Linked DNA regions of Sus scrofa: region 1 is linked to region 2. Evidence: chromatin contacts called from public Hi-C data. All regions are on one chromosome and are shown on one strand. Each heading gives the region's core, a stretch centred on a gene start, on an enhancer-like site or on the middle of the called end of the contact. The rest is flanking DNA. Distances are from core to core; before and after follow the strand shown. Region 1 has its middle 200 kb from the start of PDZRN3. Region 2 overlaps PDZRN3 (E3 ubiquitin-protein ligase PDZRN3).

The links. Hi-C and Micro-C count contacts between places; a contact is called where the count stands out from the background.
Region 1: a contact with region 2 is called in a Hi-C map of embryonic fibroblasts, with 3 times the contacts expected there. The contact joins two enhancer-like sites. A contact is called at or near these places in 1 of 5 promoter capture datasets (liver), 15 of 47 Hi-C or Micro-C datasets (adipocytes, embryonic fibroblasts, epiblast stem cells and 7 more) and 1 of 2 datasets of contacts at active chromatin or transcription factors (skeletal muscle).

The regions. Positions count from the first base shown.
Region 1 is chr13:55,097,286-55,104,448 of Sscrofa11.1, reverse strand. No RefSeq gene overlaps it. Among named protein-coding and RNA genes, the nearest start is that of PDZRN3, 200 kb to the right of the region's middle. Within about 2 kb of position 5,193, at least 19 of the 83 cell types and tissues checked have an H3K27ac peak or open chromatin away from gene starts, as enhancers often do. A contact at or near this core is called in embryonic fibroblasts, where this site is marked.
Region 2 is chr13:54,826,399-54,833,369 of Sscrofa11.1, reverse strand. The region is part of intron 3 of PDZRN3 (E3 ubiquitin-protein ligase PDZRN3); the gene reads left to right. Among named protein-coding and RNA genes, the nearest start is that of PDZRN3, 75 kb to the left of the region's middle. Within about 2 kb of position 3,804, at least 4 of the 83 cell types and tissues checked have an H3K27ac peak or open chromatin away from gene starts, as enhancers often do. A contact at or near this core is called in embryonic fibroblasts, where this site is marked.

The DNA of each region.
Region 1 (7,163 bases), core at 3,944-6,443, 270 kb before region 2:
TTGCAGGTGGGAACTTAAACTGCTTTAGCAGTTTTGGAAAACTATTTGGTATTATCCACTAAAGTTATATATATAATTTTATATATACACACACACACACACACATACATATATGTAACTTTATACATATATAACACTTTGTGACCTACAATTCCACCTTTTTGTATATGTCCAACAAATTTATTCACACATACAAAAAATATGTACAAGAATGTCTTTAATGACAAACATGATTTGTAATTGTCATAAAGTTAAAATAATAAAATGCCCATCAACTATAAAAGATAAGTAAATCTATGCAATTAATGCTATACAGAAATGCAAATGACATACATGGCTCTTAGGAACTTAATGTTGAGGGAAGGAGGCCAAACACCAAAGAATACATATGGTACTATTCTATTTATACAAAGCCGAAAAACATGAACAACTACTATGGTGTTAGAAATCATAGTAGTCTCTTCTGGGGCCGAAGGAAGGCTATTGATTGGAAGGGGCTAGGGGGAGCCCGCTGAGGTACCCAGTGTTCTAAGTCTTTGATCTCAGTGGTAGTTAAGTGAATGATCTATAATTTCAGTTGTACATTTATCAGTTGGACATTTTTCTGTGTATGGACCCTTAAAAATTAAAAGTTTAAAAAAAATGCTACCAGCAATCACTGGAATAAATATATTTCTAGCCTTTGATTGGAAAAGAGCCATGGTGGCTAAACTCTTCATTCAGACCTGGATTTGCTCTTCCTGAGCCTCAATTTTCCCGGATATAAGAATCCTGAGGGTTCCTACCTTAAAAAATTGCCTTGGATTTTCAAATATGCATTCCTCTGCTTGTTTTTCTTTTTCTGGCCTCTTCCTCCAGCTCATTTACACTGGCTAATTCTTACTTGTATTTAAGATGCAAATGTGTTTTTTTATAATTTATTTTATTGAAGTATAATTGATTTACAATGTTATACTAATTTCTGCTGTACAACAAAGTGACTCAGTTTTATAGATATATACATATCCCTTTTCATATTCTTTTCCATGGTGGTTTATCTCAGGATATTGAATCTTGTTCCCTGTGCTATACAGTAGCGCTTTGTTGTTTATCCATTCTATATATACTACTTTGTGTCTGCTAATCCCAAATTGCCAGTCTATCTCTCTTCTACCCTCCTTCCTCCTTGGCAACCACAATCTGTTTTCTATGTCTGTGAGTATGTTTCTATTTCCTAGATAAGTTCATTTGTGTCCTATTTTAGATTCCACATATAAGTAATATCATATGGTATTTGTCTTTCTCTTTATAACTTACTTCACTTAGTATGATTATCTCTATATCCTTCTGTGTTGGTGCAAAGGGCATGATTTCATTCTTTTTTATGGCTGAGTAATATTCCATTATATGTAATATATTCCATTATATGCCATGACTTCTTTATCCATTCATTTGTCGATTGATATTTAGATTGTTTCCATGTCTTGGCTACTGTGAATAGTGCTGCTATGAACACTGGGGTGCATATATCTTTTTCAAATTATAGTTTTCTCCAGATAGATGCTCAGGAATGGGATCGCTGAATTTGCAACTCTATTTTTAATTTTTTGAGGAACTTCCATACTATGTTCTGTAGTAGCTGCACCACTCTACATTCCCACTGACAGTGTAGGATGGTTCCCTTTTCTCTACACTGTCTCCAGTATTTGTAGATTTTTTAATGATGGTCATGATGGTCATTCGGAATGGTGTGAGGTAGTACCTCATTGAAGTTTTGATTTGCATTTCCCTAATAATTAGTGATGTTGAGTATCTTTCCATGTGCCGCTGGCCCTCTGTATGTCTTTAAATGTAAATGTGAATTTGGCTTCCTCTAGGAAGGCAGTGAGTGCTGTGCACTGATGACACCACATTCATGTCTTTTCCACATCACAGTGGGATTCATCTGGATACCTGGTTTCACACAGTAGAAAGTGACTCAGTCTGGACAAAAAGAAAAGTAACTTTCAAAAGAATGAGGCCTTCAGCATCACTGGGAAAGCTGGAGAAGGTGGCTTAGAGCAGGCAGTAGGGAAAAGATAGTGAAAACCATGATTTGGAGAGATTTTGGTGGTAAAATCCTACCCCCAGCACAGCCACCATCAGAGAAATAATATGCCCTGTCCCATCCTTGAGACACTAGAACATATGCAAAGTCTAGCAAGGTTTGTCTGATTGGCACAACTTATTTCACATGCCTATGACACAGCTTCAAGGAATGCCAGGAAAAAATACCCAGTTTCTTCAACTTTTACACCTGGAAGAGGTCTTCACTCCATCTCGATAAAACGCTTCTCAGTATAGAAATCAAGTAAAGTGCTAAGTGGCTAAAATAAATTGCAGGTGTTAAACACTCCGTGTTTCCTTGTTTACTCCTCTGCCTTTCCCAAAAGGCAGCAATATCAGTGAGGCCAGGAACTGTATCAGTCTTGTGAACCATTTTATTATGCACTCAGCACAACCCCTAACACAGAGGAGGCCCTTAGTTGAACACTGTTGAATAAATGAAAAACAAATATAATAGTTATAAAATGTTTAACTTTGTACCTGGCCCACAGTAAGAGTTCTTAAAAAATATACAGTATATACAAAATGGGCCAATGGATCAATTATCATTTATGAATATATTTTGTGTACCTAGCAATATATAAAATAGTTTATGTCCAATAATGTTTGTTGAGTGAATATGTAGATCAGTGAATCAAATGGATGAGTGTCAATGTAATTCATTTCTAGTAAGATTTATCCAAGGAGCTGCTTAGAGCACAGACTGATTAGATGCTAGAAGGTTGAACAATGACCCACTGGGGCAGCTGGATCCTGGAGGGGAAAGGTCACATGATGAACTTTCAACCATCGGTCACTCAAAGTCCATTGAAGCTCATATATGTATAAACAATCTGGCCCTGAACCAATGTAGAAATTCTTCTTTTCCTTTCTTCATCTACTTTACAAGGCTCATATAGCTTCCCTTATTCCCAGCTGCCTGAACATGTAGGGACAGAGGGGTATGCAGTGTGATTCTTCATAGAAAATCACCAGCTGTAGATTATATCCCATTTCAGAGAGTCCAACTCAGAATATCTCATGCCCCATATGGTCTCTTGGGCACTTATGATTGATCAAGATGACAGTATGAGTCCTGCTTGTTGGCAAATAGTATTGATTAATCCACCCCCATTGATTATAACTGGAATTTACTTTAAGATTTCTTTAGATTGAGAGGATCTGACTCTGCACTACCACCAAATCCCATAGTTTGGCCCAGCTGTATATGTATCTTCAGGTGCAACCTTCAACACTGATCTAGAAATAGATGGGATGTAGAAAAGAAGAGACTCTCTACCTGGTTGGGGGTCCATGATTATGTGTCATCCCATCAGGAGATAGATCACAAACCAAAGAAAAGCCAATTAAAACTATTGTCAAATTTTAGTAAGCAGTCAGCTACATGAGGAGGAGGAGTTGTATTTATTTGCAAAAAATAAAAATAAAGGAAATTTTGAAGTATATCTACTGTTTTTATTCAAATTTAGAATAATTTTGAAACTATTTTTAATGCGTAGAGTTAGGTAATAACAAATTAAAAGAATAAGTAACATCATCCATCCATCTTGAATTTTTTTTTAAGCTTTGTAATACCAGTTAACTGTGAATGATGACCAGTAGATGGCAGCATTACCTCCACCATGTTGATCTTCAGCTACCAAACTCTGAGGCTATCTTTTGAAAATTAACAGTCACAAGTTGCTTCCCAGCTGCCCAACTTGTTGGCTGTTTTAACCTCTCTTTTATGAAACACTCCTGTTAAAAGCAATCCATTTAGCCAATACGTCCTTTAAACATGTGCGCAATGCTGAAGATGCACAAACACCATGCCAACCTGCCATTTTCCTTTTTTCTTTTTACGGCTTTTATATAAGCAAGTCTTTGTATGTCTTACTGTATAAAAACAATTAACTGTTCTGTAAAATGTTGCTTCTGTCCATCTCATTTATATAACCACTTACATGCATATTTACTAAGTACCAAAGCACTGCCAATGGAAACAGAAAGAACGGGGGATTTATTTTAAACAAATTTTGGTTCAGAGCGTGGCTCCATCCCTTAACTCCTCTGAGACACATTTTGTTTTTGTCTTATTTCTGTTAATGTATCTAGAGACGAAATTACTAGAGTTAGTAATATCAGCCTGATAGGATCATTATCAGAAGTGTATGCAATAGTTGAGTCCCCTAAATGTTGACTGAGCTCCTGCTATGTACCAGGCATTGTGTCAAGCCCAGGGAATGAGCACTACATTGACTTTATCCTGAAGAAGTTCATAGTCTATGGCTGTGCTGTCCAATATGGCATTGTCTAACCATGGGCAGCTATTTATATTTATATTAAGTAAAATTATGTAAGATTAAAACTTCAGTTCCTGGAGTGCACTGGCCACATTTTAAGTGCTTGATAGCCTTATGTGACTAGTAGGTATACCATATCATGTAATGTACATAGAGAGCATTTCTACCTTATAGAAATTTCTGTTGGACAACATGGGTCTGGAAAGTTAAATAGACTTATAGAAGTTTATAATCCGTTTCAAAAGTGCTTTCACAAATCAATATGAGAATAGGGAGGTAAAACAAACAAATTGAAAAGAGCAATGAACTCTTTGCAGTGGTGGCCAAGAAGATTTAGAGGGACAGATCATTTTAATGGAAGCCTCGACACAAAAGATGATATTCAAGGAGTCATCCATTTCAGGAAGGAGAAAGGCCTCTGAAGAGTCCCATCATGTGCAAGTCTTTAAGGAAGACAACACACCACACAAGTTATGCTCAGGGAACTGGAGCTGCTTCCGGGGAAGCAGAAAAACTGAGGGGCAAGGAAGGTTAATGGAAGAGATGAAACTAAGGAGAGAAAATCCCCTGTTAGATTCTGAGTGTGAGAGCAAATGCTCAGGACGGCTTAGCTTTTTCTTTCCCAGTGGAAGAGAACTAGTGGGGACCTTCCCCTTAACGGCTGAGCTCAGAGAGAGAGCAGAGAAAGGGAGCGAATCCTGGCAGATTCTTTCCATAACTACGTCCCAGTGGAAAATAAAACTAACCCCTTCCAGCCTGGACAGTACCTCCCAGAACAAGGCTGTTTTGCTCGCACCGTCCTCAGACTGTGAGAACAACCCATCAGCCGTGTCACCAGTAACACAGCTGCCCCATCAGCCCGCGGATGCACATTCCCCCATAATGAGCAAGGGATCCCTTCTGCCAAGGTTAAAACATATTCAAGCCTCATGCGTCCCGAGCTTTGAACCAATCTCCAACTTTTTGTGGTTACAGTTCATAGCTGGCTGGCAAAATGTGACTTCCTGGTTCTAAGATAAAAGACTTGGGGGTGGGGAGGGAGGTGGGAGCAGAGAGAAGACTTTAAAAAATAAAACTTACTTGACATCTAATGGCTCTTGCAAAACACCACTTTAATGAACAAAGCTCGGTTGCATCCTACTCTTTCTGATTACATTTCTGAAAATGCAGTCTTTTAAAATTTCAAGAGAAGGAGATCTGGTGGAAATATTTTAGGGGTTTCTTTAGCCTTTAGACATTTTAGGAAAGAGTGAAGGGTGGTGCTGATTCGCGGCTCTCAGCTGGGAGTAAAGGGCCTCATTTCAGGAGAAGAGAGAAAGAAGGAGGAAAGGAAAAGCTCTCTCGTAATAGATGTTCCAAAACTCATCGGTCTTTCCTAAGAGATGAGGTGGGGATGGTGGGGGAGGGACCAGCTGAGCTCTTCATAAGGTTTTATTTAAGCTTGAATAGAGATAATCAGCCCTGCTGTTTATTTCCATACCAAATGCTCCGGGGCCAGAGCTCTGTCACATTCCTAACCCACATCATTTTAGCAGCAGTCTTTTTGGAATAGAAAACGTACCCAAGACACTTCCTCGTAAAGAGTTACGAAGAGAATCCACAAGAGCCCAGCTGGATTTTCATAAGCAAAATGGCTCTCCCTCTCCTTCCCAGGTGGCCAATTACTCCTGTGACAACACCTCATACTTTCCATGTGAGAATGCCCTAGCCAAGCTAAAGGCTCTCCCAGTTGATACTTCATTTCTATCTCTTTATCATCCCAATTAGGAAGCTGAAAGAAGGGCACAGGCGCCAGGGGTCAACCGCAAACACTTGCTTTAGCACTGATGAGACAACTGGCACAGTTTTGAAAAGTGGGGGGTTTTGGCTTTAAAACAACACACTTTAGAGTCTGAACATGGACGTAGGGCTTGACACTCCCGGTAGCCTCCACTTCCTCATCTGTAAAAGGTTAAAAGGTGAGATTGCATCCTTTGATTGTTTACCTCACAGGGTCTTTTTTTTTTTTTTTTTTTTTTTGGTTTTTAGGGCTGCACCCACCGCATATGGTAGTTCCCAGGCTAGGGGTCAAATCCGAGATGCAGCACAGTCACAGTAACTCAAGGTCCAAGCCACATCTGCAACCTCCACCACAGCTCACAGCAATGCTGGATCCTTAATCCACTGAACAAGGCTAAGCACTGAATCCGAATCGTCATGGATACTAGTTGAAGTTGTTTTCGTTGCACCATGACGGGAACTCCTCACAGGGTCAATTTTGAAGTTATATGAGCTATGTCACTTGAGTGCCTCATAAAGAGCTTGACACACACACACAGCACATGACTAAGGGTAGTTAGGGCCTTTGCCATTATGATGTCACAAAAACTGATTAGGGTATCACAGAGCCTGAAGGATAGTCACTGTCCTTTTACCAAGGGGTTTATTTTCACTTTCCTTAAGAATGAATGATGTAACCAGCCCCTCATTTTTTTTTGTTGTTGTGAAAAAAAAAAAAAAAAAAACATTTACCATGAGTTTTTCCTTCCGAACCCATTTTAAAGTGTACAATACAGTATTGTCAACTATCGGCACAATGCAGTTCTTTAGAACTCCACCACCTTGCATAACTGAAACTTTACACCAGTGAGTTGCAACTCTCCACTTCCCGTCTGCCTGGCTCCAGGAAACCACCATTCTACTCTCTGCATTCTATTATTTTATATGCCCCTTACAAGTGGTATCATGCCACATTTTTCCCTATGTGATTAACTTTTTCACTGAGCATAATATCCTGAAGTTTAAGCCATGCTGTTG
Region 2 (6,971 bases), core at 2,555-5,054:
ATGGGGGAGAAGAAGCAGGCTTCCAAGACCCTATGCAGGGTGCCTCATTCTTATTTCCTCTGAAACAGCCCGACTGCTGTGTGTCCCACCATCATAAACCCTGCCCCGGGACCCAGAAAGTGGGGAGCAGGAGGTACAGCCATCTGTAGAAACTTGGGTGGGAGGAATAGGAGGCAGATCTGAGGAGGGACCGGGGGGTGGGGGGCAGTGGTTCTTCTTAGTTATGCATTACTCAGGTTCACTGCAGAATTGCATGCCTGGCACTTGAGTCACTGCCCACAACATTCTCCAGAGGGACCAGTGGGGAGCACCCTTGAGGCTGGGGCCAGGAGGTTCCCTAGTTCCCCAGCTGCTTCTGCAAACTGTCATGGGACCTGTGTCAGAGAGCTACCCACATCTCATTTCTTCAGGGTTATATGCTTTTGATCCCTGGCACAAAATCACGTCCAAGCCCAGTTTGTAGTCATTATCTCTTAGGATTATTTGATTAATGCCTTCTTTTCCCTATTTTGTCCACTGCTTCATCCTCAGGATCAGGCACCATCCCTGGTTGACCCGAAACCTGGCTAAATATTCATCAAAGGAAAAAGAAAAGAATTTCTGACAGAGTATTTAACCTCTCGTTGCTTAATCTAGGAATCTAGAATCTCTTGATGAGGAGTTCCTTTTGTGGCTCAGCAGGTTTGGAACTCATCTAGTATCCATGAGGATGTGGGCTGAGGATCTGACATTGCCATGAGCTGTGGTGTAGGTCTAAGACAGGCTTGGATCCTGCAATGCTGTGGCTATGGCGTAGGTGGCAGCTGTAGCTCTGATTCACCCCCTAGCCTGAGAACTTCCATATGCCATAGGTGTGGCCATAAAAAGGTAAAAAAAAAATTCTTGATGAAAATATTTATGGAAACTTCGATCTCTTTTTTTGACATAGCATTACATTTGCCAACAGGAAAAGGACAATTACAGTATTCCTTATATTTGATATTAATTATATTTAATATAATTTTATATTATTATAAAATAATACTATGTTATTTTATGTACATCTTATGTTATTAATACCTCAAACTGCTTTTGGCAAAGTCCTAAGAACTTTTATTCAAATTGTTTTCTTAAATGAAAGATATTTATAGATTATGAATGATCATTGCTTATTGTGTTGGAGATTTCCTTGGTGTTTAAGCTGTACTCAAAATTTCAAAGAGTAAAGAGTGAGTTTGTAATAATTATGTACTTTTTGAAATGAGAATTTTGAAGGTTGGAGAATTTCTCAAATCACTGATAGATTTGGGGAGCAAATTGGGCACTAGGAGCATTTTGAGTTTTCTCTTGTGAATCCTTAGCATATTTTATAATTATTCTCTTTTCACTTACTTTGCCCTCTTCAGATACTACACAGTACCCTGTATGTGTTAAGTATTGGGTAAATGTTTGAACTTACGGATGTATTTAGTTATGGATAGGACACAGAAGAAAGATATAGATCCAACCAGAAATAGTCTTGTGTTTAAGGCTGTTCTTTTTACTTTTATACATTTTAAACAACAGTTGCTTTAAATTCATAAATACAGAACCCTGGTTACAATTGCCTCCTCCTGTCATCTCTATGTATCTTGAACTTAATTCTTTACATAAAGTTTCCCCTCTACCCTGTCTGTAAGTTCACTCTTTTATCTTTCCAATGTTTAGGACGTTGAGATGTGCATTGATTCAGAGTGAAGTAATGTGGAATTAGAGGTCATCAGGCTGGAGCAAGGCTGAAGACAACCCTATTTTTCATAAGGAAAGGGGATGCCAAGGAGAACAATAGTTTTTACAAAATGTCACTAGGAAAATTTTAATTGCTTAAGATAGTTGAACTGTTTCTAAACATCCTGGAATGTAGGAATCTCCACAAATTAGAGTTCTCCCTATGGGTTTATGGATTCAGAGTTTAGCTCTGCTTTTCGATAACCACTGCAGCTGTTTTGTTGTTTTACTCTGAGAACAAAGGTGCTCCTTCCAAGAGCTTCTTCAAGGCCTCCTACTCAAAAAAATTTCTTTGTTATCTCAAGGGACATGGCTAGGTTTTAGTAACTAGTGTTTGTTCTAAGAGAATAAAGTGGTTGCTCTAAAATATTCCTTTAAAATGTCAATGATTATGGTATAATCATCTTCCTGAAAGAAAAAAAAAAATTCCTGGCTCTGATCCAAAAAATTACAACACTTTGGCCATAAATCCCTAATTGCCTCTAAAAAGCAAAAACAGACATGTTTAATTTTTCTATCCCTGTGCAACTTATCTGCTTTGTCTGGTGATTAAAGCAGGCGGCAGCCAGTTAGGCTTGTTGGAATCTGGTTCTTTGCCTGCCACTAAGGGCTTCAGCTTAGGTCTCACAACATGCTTGCCCTGCTAAACGCATCAATAGAAAACTGCTCTCCCTACCTTGTAGGAGTCTGCAAAGACTCATTCTGCTGGGAACTTACTAAGATGTTTGACAGATGTCAGGTCACTGCCTTGTCACAGTTAGTGAATATAGATAGGGAATCTGGCTTATTTACTTCTGTTATTTTATATCTTGAAGACGTTTCCAGGTTGGGATATAGAGAACTCTAGTTTTTTTAAACTACTGCATGGTATTCCATTGAAGAGCCATTTTTCTATGAATGTATGCTAAGATTGTTTATAATTTTTCCCTACTGCATACAGTGCTACAGACCATGCTTATATGAACAGGGATGATGATGATAATGGTGTTGATGACAACAATAGTAACAACAATAAGCAGACACTTAGACAGTACTTACTACGTGCCAGGAGTTGTTTTGATTTTTATCAGTGGAGTGTGTTTGTATGTATGTTTTAGTCTTCACAGCAATCATGTGGGATAAGTATGCTTATTATTCCCATTTTGTATTTGAGTAAAAAGAACTCCAATTTAGCCCTTCTAATTTGACCAAGATAACAAAGAACCAAGGTTCTTACTAGAACCTTATGATATATATAAATCCATTAGAATACATATTCTTGTTCCCTGGTTCTTTCTCCTGCCCTAAATGGTGGCCATTACTCAGACCAAAGCTTTGACCTTCTCTTCTTTAATCTCGAAGTGACATGTAATCTTTAGCTAGCAGCTCTCTGCTGGTGCCCTTCATTTGCCTCTGCATTGCATCTCCAGCTGCTGGTGGGACATTTGCATACAGTTTTAGGTCTCATGCTCCCCACCCCACTCTTTCTCACTTTTGTTTTCCTTATACCCCTCATACAGATTCTGGTCAGGATGGTTTCCCTTGTCATATATGTGCCATGCATATTTCAGCATCTGTCCTCACCCTGGCACTGCCCTCCTCATTAATCCTTGTTCTGCCAATCCTTTGCCAGAGCTGAAGAGTCTCTTCTGTGTCACCTTTGCCCCCATCCACTCTAACCTGTGTTGACATGTCTTCTTCTGTATTCTGAAATCATATCCTGGAAAGCTTCCAGATGTGAGCTGTGGAATTAGAGGGCATGGCTTAAACGCTGGCCCTAAAATACTTAGCTTTGCTGACTTTAGCTACCTCATTTGTAAAATGGGGATAATAGTCCTTCCTTCACTCATGAAGAATAAATGAAATAATGTTTTAAAGAAAGCCAGTTATCTTTGTACTACCATTTACATTCTCAAAATGCTTTCCTCTCTGCAGCTTCTACTTGAACCCTTAATTATGCTACTGTACGTATTAGTTTGGCCTCTTTGGAATATTGGCTCTCTGGTCACCTGGTCCTTCCCTGGCCCCTGGAGAGCCAGCCCACAGTGTGAGCAGGCAGTAGAGCCTGTAGTTGCTGAGAGCTGCATTGCCAAGAATGCCTGAGTCATCACACTGAGCAACTGGGCTCTGGATGACTGTGCTCTGTTTATCCATGAATAGAAACATTTACCTTAATTCTGAAGAGGTGTTTTTTAAATTCTGTATCTGAGTACCTTCAAATTCCAAACAGTTTATCAATCCTACTTCTCCCTAGAAGTGGCACCTATTTTCTCTGGACAAATATTCCCAGGCATACACTGAGATCAATCTAGTTCAAATTTGCTACATAGCACAAATAGTGATGTCTTAGCAATATATATATTTTTTTTTTTCGTTTTCGGCTGTCCTGCGGCATGTGGAGATTCCAGACCAGGAATCAGATCTAAGCTTTAATCTCAACCTAAGCTGAAGCTGCGGCAATGCCAGATCCTTAACCCACTGTGCCTGACTAGAGATTGAACCTGCATCCCAGTGTTCCCAAGATGCCGCCGGTCCTGTTGCACCACAGTGGGAACTCCAGCATTAGCTTTTTTTTAATACAATGTTTCTCCTAGTTTCTGCAAAATTCACTTGGTAAGAAATGAACTGTCCTTTTGAAAACTATCATGGACTCACAAAAACACACCTAAACCTCATCCACACTGAAGATACCTGCTCTTTATAGTTTATAGTTTTCTCTGAGAAGAAAATAGCCTAATTTTATAGGATCATGAAGAATAAATGAGATAATTGCCTAAACCTACTATCTAGCTACAGTTATTATCCTCTAAAGTTAGTCATTAAGACACTTGATGAGGGGAAAGTTCTGAGTGGTTGAGCAGTTGCTGTGGTAACTAGTACCTAATGACAGGGATAATAGTGGTTATTGGCCTAGCACTTCCTATATCCAGGGACTGTGCTGCGGTTTGTCGGTTTATAGGTAGGCACACATTGACTCCTTTCATTCCCCAAGAACTCCAAGAGGCTGTGTTTAGGTAAAGACACCAAGGTCCAGAGAAGATGAGAGACTGAGAAGGAAATCAGGAAGTGAATTGCTTCATGGGACTGAAGTGTTGCCCTTGGCAGAGATTGTCCCTGAGCTGAAGTAGGGGGGATGGTCCACATGGAAGGAGCAGCTGTGAAGGGGGGGGCCTGGGAGACTCTGGCATCAGGGCCACTGGGACAGGGATGGGGATTTAAGCTCAGCTGCTTCCTAGCCATTGGCCTTAAGTGAGTTACTAACCTCTCTGGGCCCCCGATTCCTCCCTAGTACATCATGGGAAAGATAATGGTCATTGTGCTGCTGTGAAACAAAGAATACAATAATGTACAACAATAGGGTTACTGGTCTACTGCTTCAAGGCTGTAGTACCCAGAGTCTGTTCCATTACCACTTTCAGTATTTTCTCTGCAGGCTTCTAAGATGAGAATTAGGAAAAAATAATTCTGTAAGTTCCAGTTGTAGCCAAAGGAACACTGAATAACTCTAAGAACAACTGTAACCGCAACATAACGTCCAACACAGATCATGATTTTTGCAGCAGTTGCTTTTCTTTGCCTCCTTCTTCTTTCCCTCCCTCTTCTCTCCCTCCCTCCTTCAGTATCTGTCTCTAAAAACACATACACATTTCCTTACCTAGGCGCAATAGAAGTGACATAATTAACCCTAAACTGAACATTGGCAAAACCATAATTTTGGAAAATAACTAAAAATATAATTTCTGAATAATTTGAGTGGTATTTTTTTTGTAAGAGTGATCACATCTAAAGATTTTGTGCATGCTTTTATCTTTTGCTTGCTTCCCTTAAATTTATTTTTAATCAGATATTGTATTCAAATACATCAAATTCTACAAAGAGTGACTAAAAACATCATTGTGGGCTTATTCTAATAATTTTTGACAGTTTACCATAAAATCTTGGAAGTTTTTTAAGGGATAAATACAGTGGAGGAAGCTCTCACCCAATTTCCAGCTCTGGTTAATCCCATTCCTTCCCTCCCCAGATATATAAAGACTCTTCTAAAGTTGGTTTCTGATTTGCTGTCTCTTTGTATTTTTAGTTAAAGTATGTTTAATTTACAATGTTGCCAGTTTGTATACCAAAGTGATTCAAATATATATGTTCTTTTTCAGATTATTTTATTTTATAGGTTATTACAATATATTGAGTATAGTTCCCTGGGCTATATAGTAGGTCCTTCTCGTTTACCTATTTTAGATGTAATAGTGTGTGTATGTTAATCCTAAACTCCTAATTTATTTTATATGGTACTTGTTGTGCTTCCTGGATTTGAGTGAGTGATTCCTTCCCCATGTTAGGGAAGTTTTCGGCTATTATCTCTTGAAATATTTTTTCTGTCTCCTTCTCTCTCTCTTCTCCTTTGGCACCCCTATAATATGGATGTTGGTGCGTTTCACATTGTCCCAGAGTTCTCTGAGACTCTCTTCATTTGTTTTCAATCTTTTTTCTCTTTTCTGTTCTGCATCCGTAATTTCCACTAATCTGTCCTCCACCTCGCTTATTCGTTCTTCTGCCTCCTGTATTCTGCTGTTAGCTGCTTCTAGCGAATTTTTTATTTCAGTTATTGTATTTTGCATCTCTTCTTGTTTAAGTTTTATATCTTGTATCTCTTTGTTCACTGTTTCCTGTAAGTTATCCATCTTTGCCTCCAGTTTATTTCCAATGTCTTGCATCATCTTCAGCATCAACAATCTAAAGTCTTTTTCCTGGAGTCTGAGAATCTCCTCATGGCTTAGCTGTTTTTCTGGGGTTTTTCCTTTCTCCCTCATCTGAGTTATAGTCCTCTGTCTTTACATTTTTATAGGTTTTTGGTGTGGTGACCTTCTTACAGATAATAGAGTTGTAGCCTCTCTTACTTCTGATGTCTGCCCCCCTTGTGGCTGAAGTCAGTATGGGGGCTTGCTGTAGGCTTCCTGATGGGAGGGGCTGATGCCTGCCCACTGGTAGAAGGAGCTGATTCTACTCCCTCTGTGGGTGGGGCTTAGTCTCTGGATGGGATTAGAGGCAGCTGTGTGCCTGAGGGGGTCTTTAGACAGCCTGTTTACTGAGGGGTGGGGCTGTGATCCCACCTGGATTGTTGTTTGGCCTGGGGCTTCTCAGCACTGACTGACGGGTAGGGCCAGATTTTCCCAAAAATGGCCACCTCCAGAGAAAGGCACTGCTGCTGAATGTTCCTGAGAGCTTTGCTTTCAATGTCCTTCCCT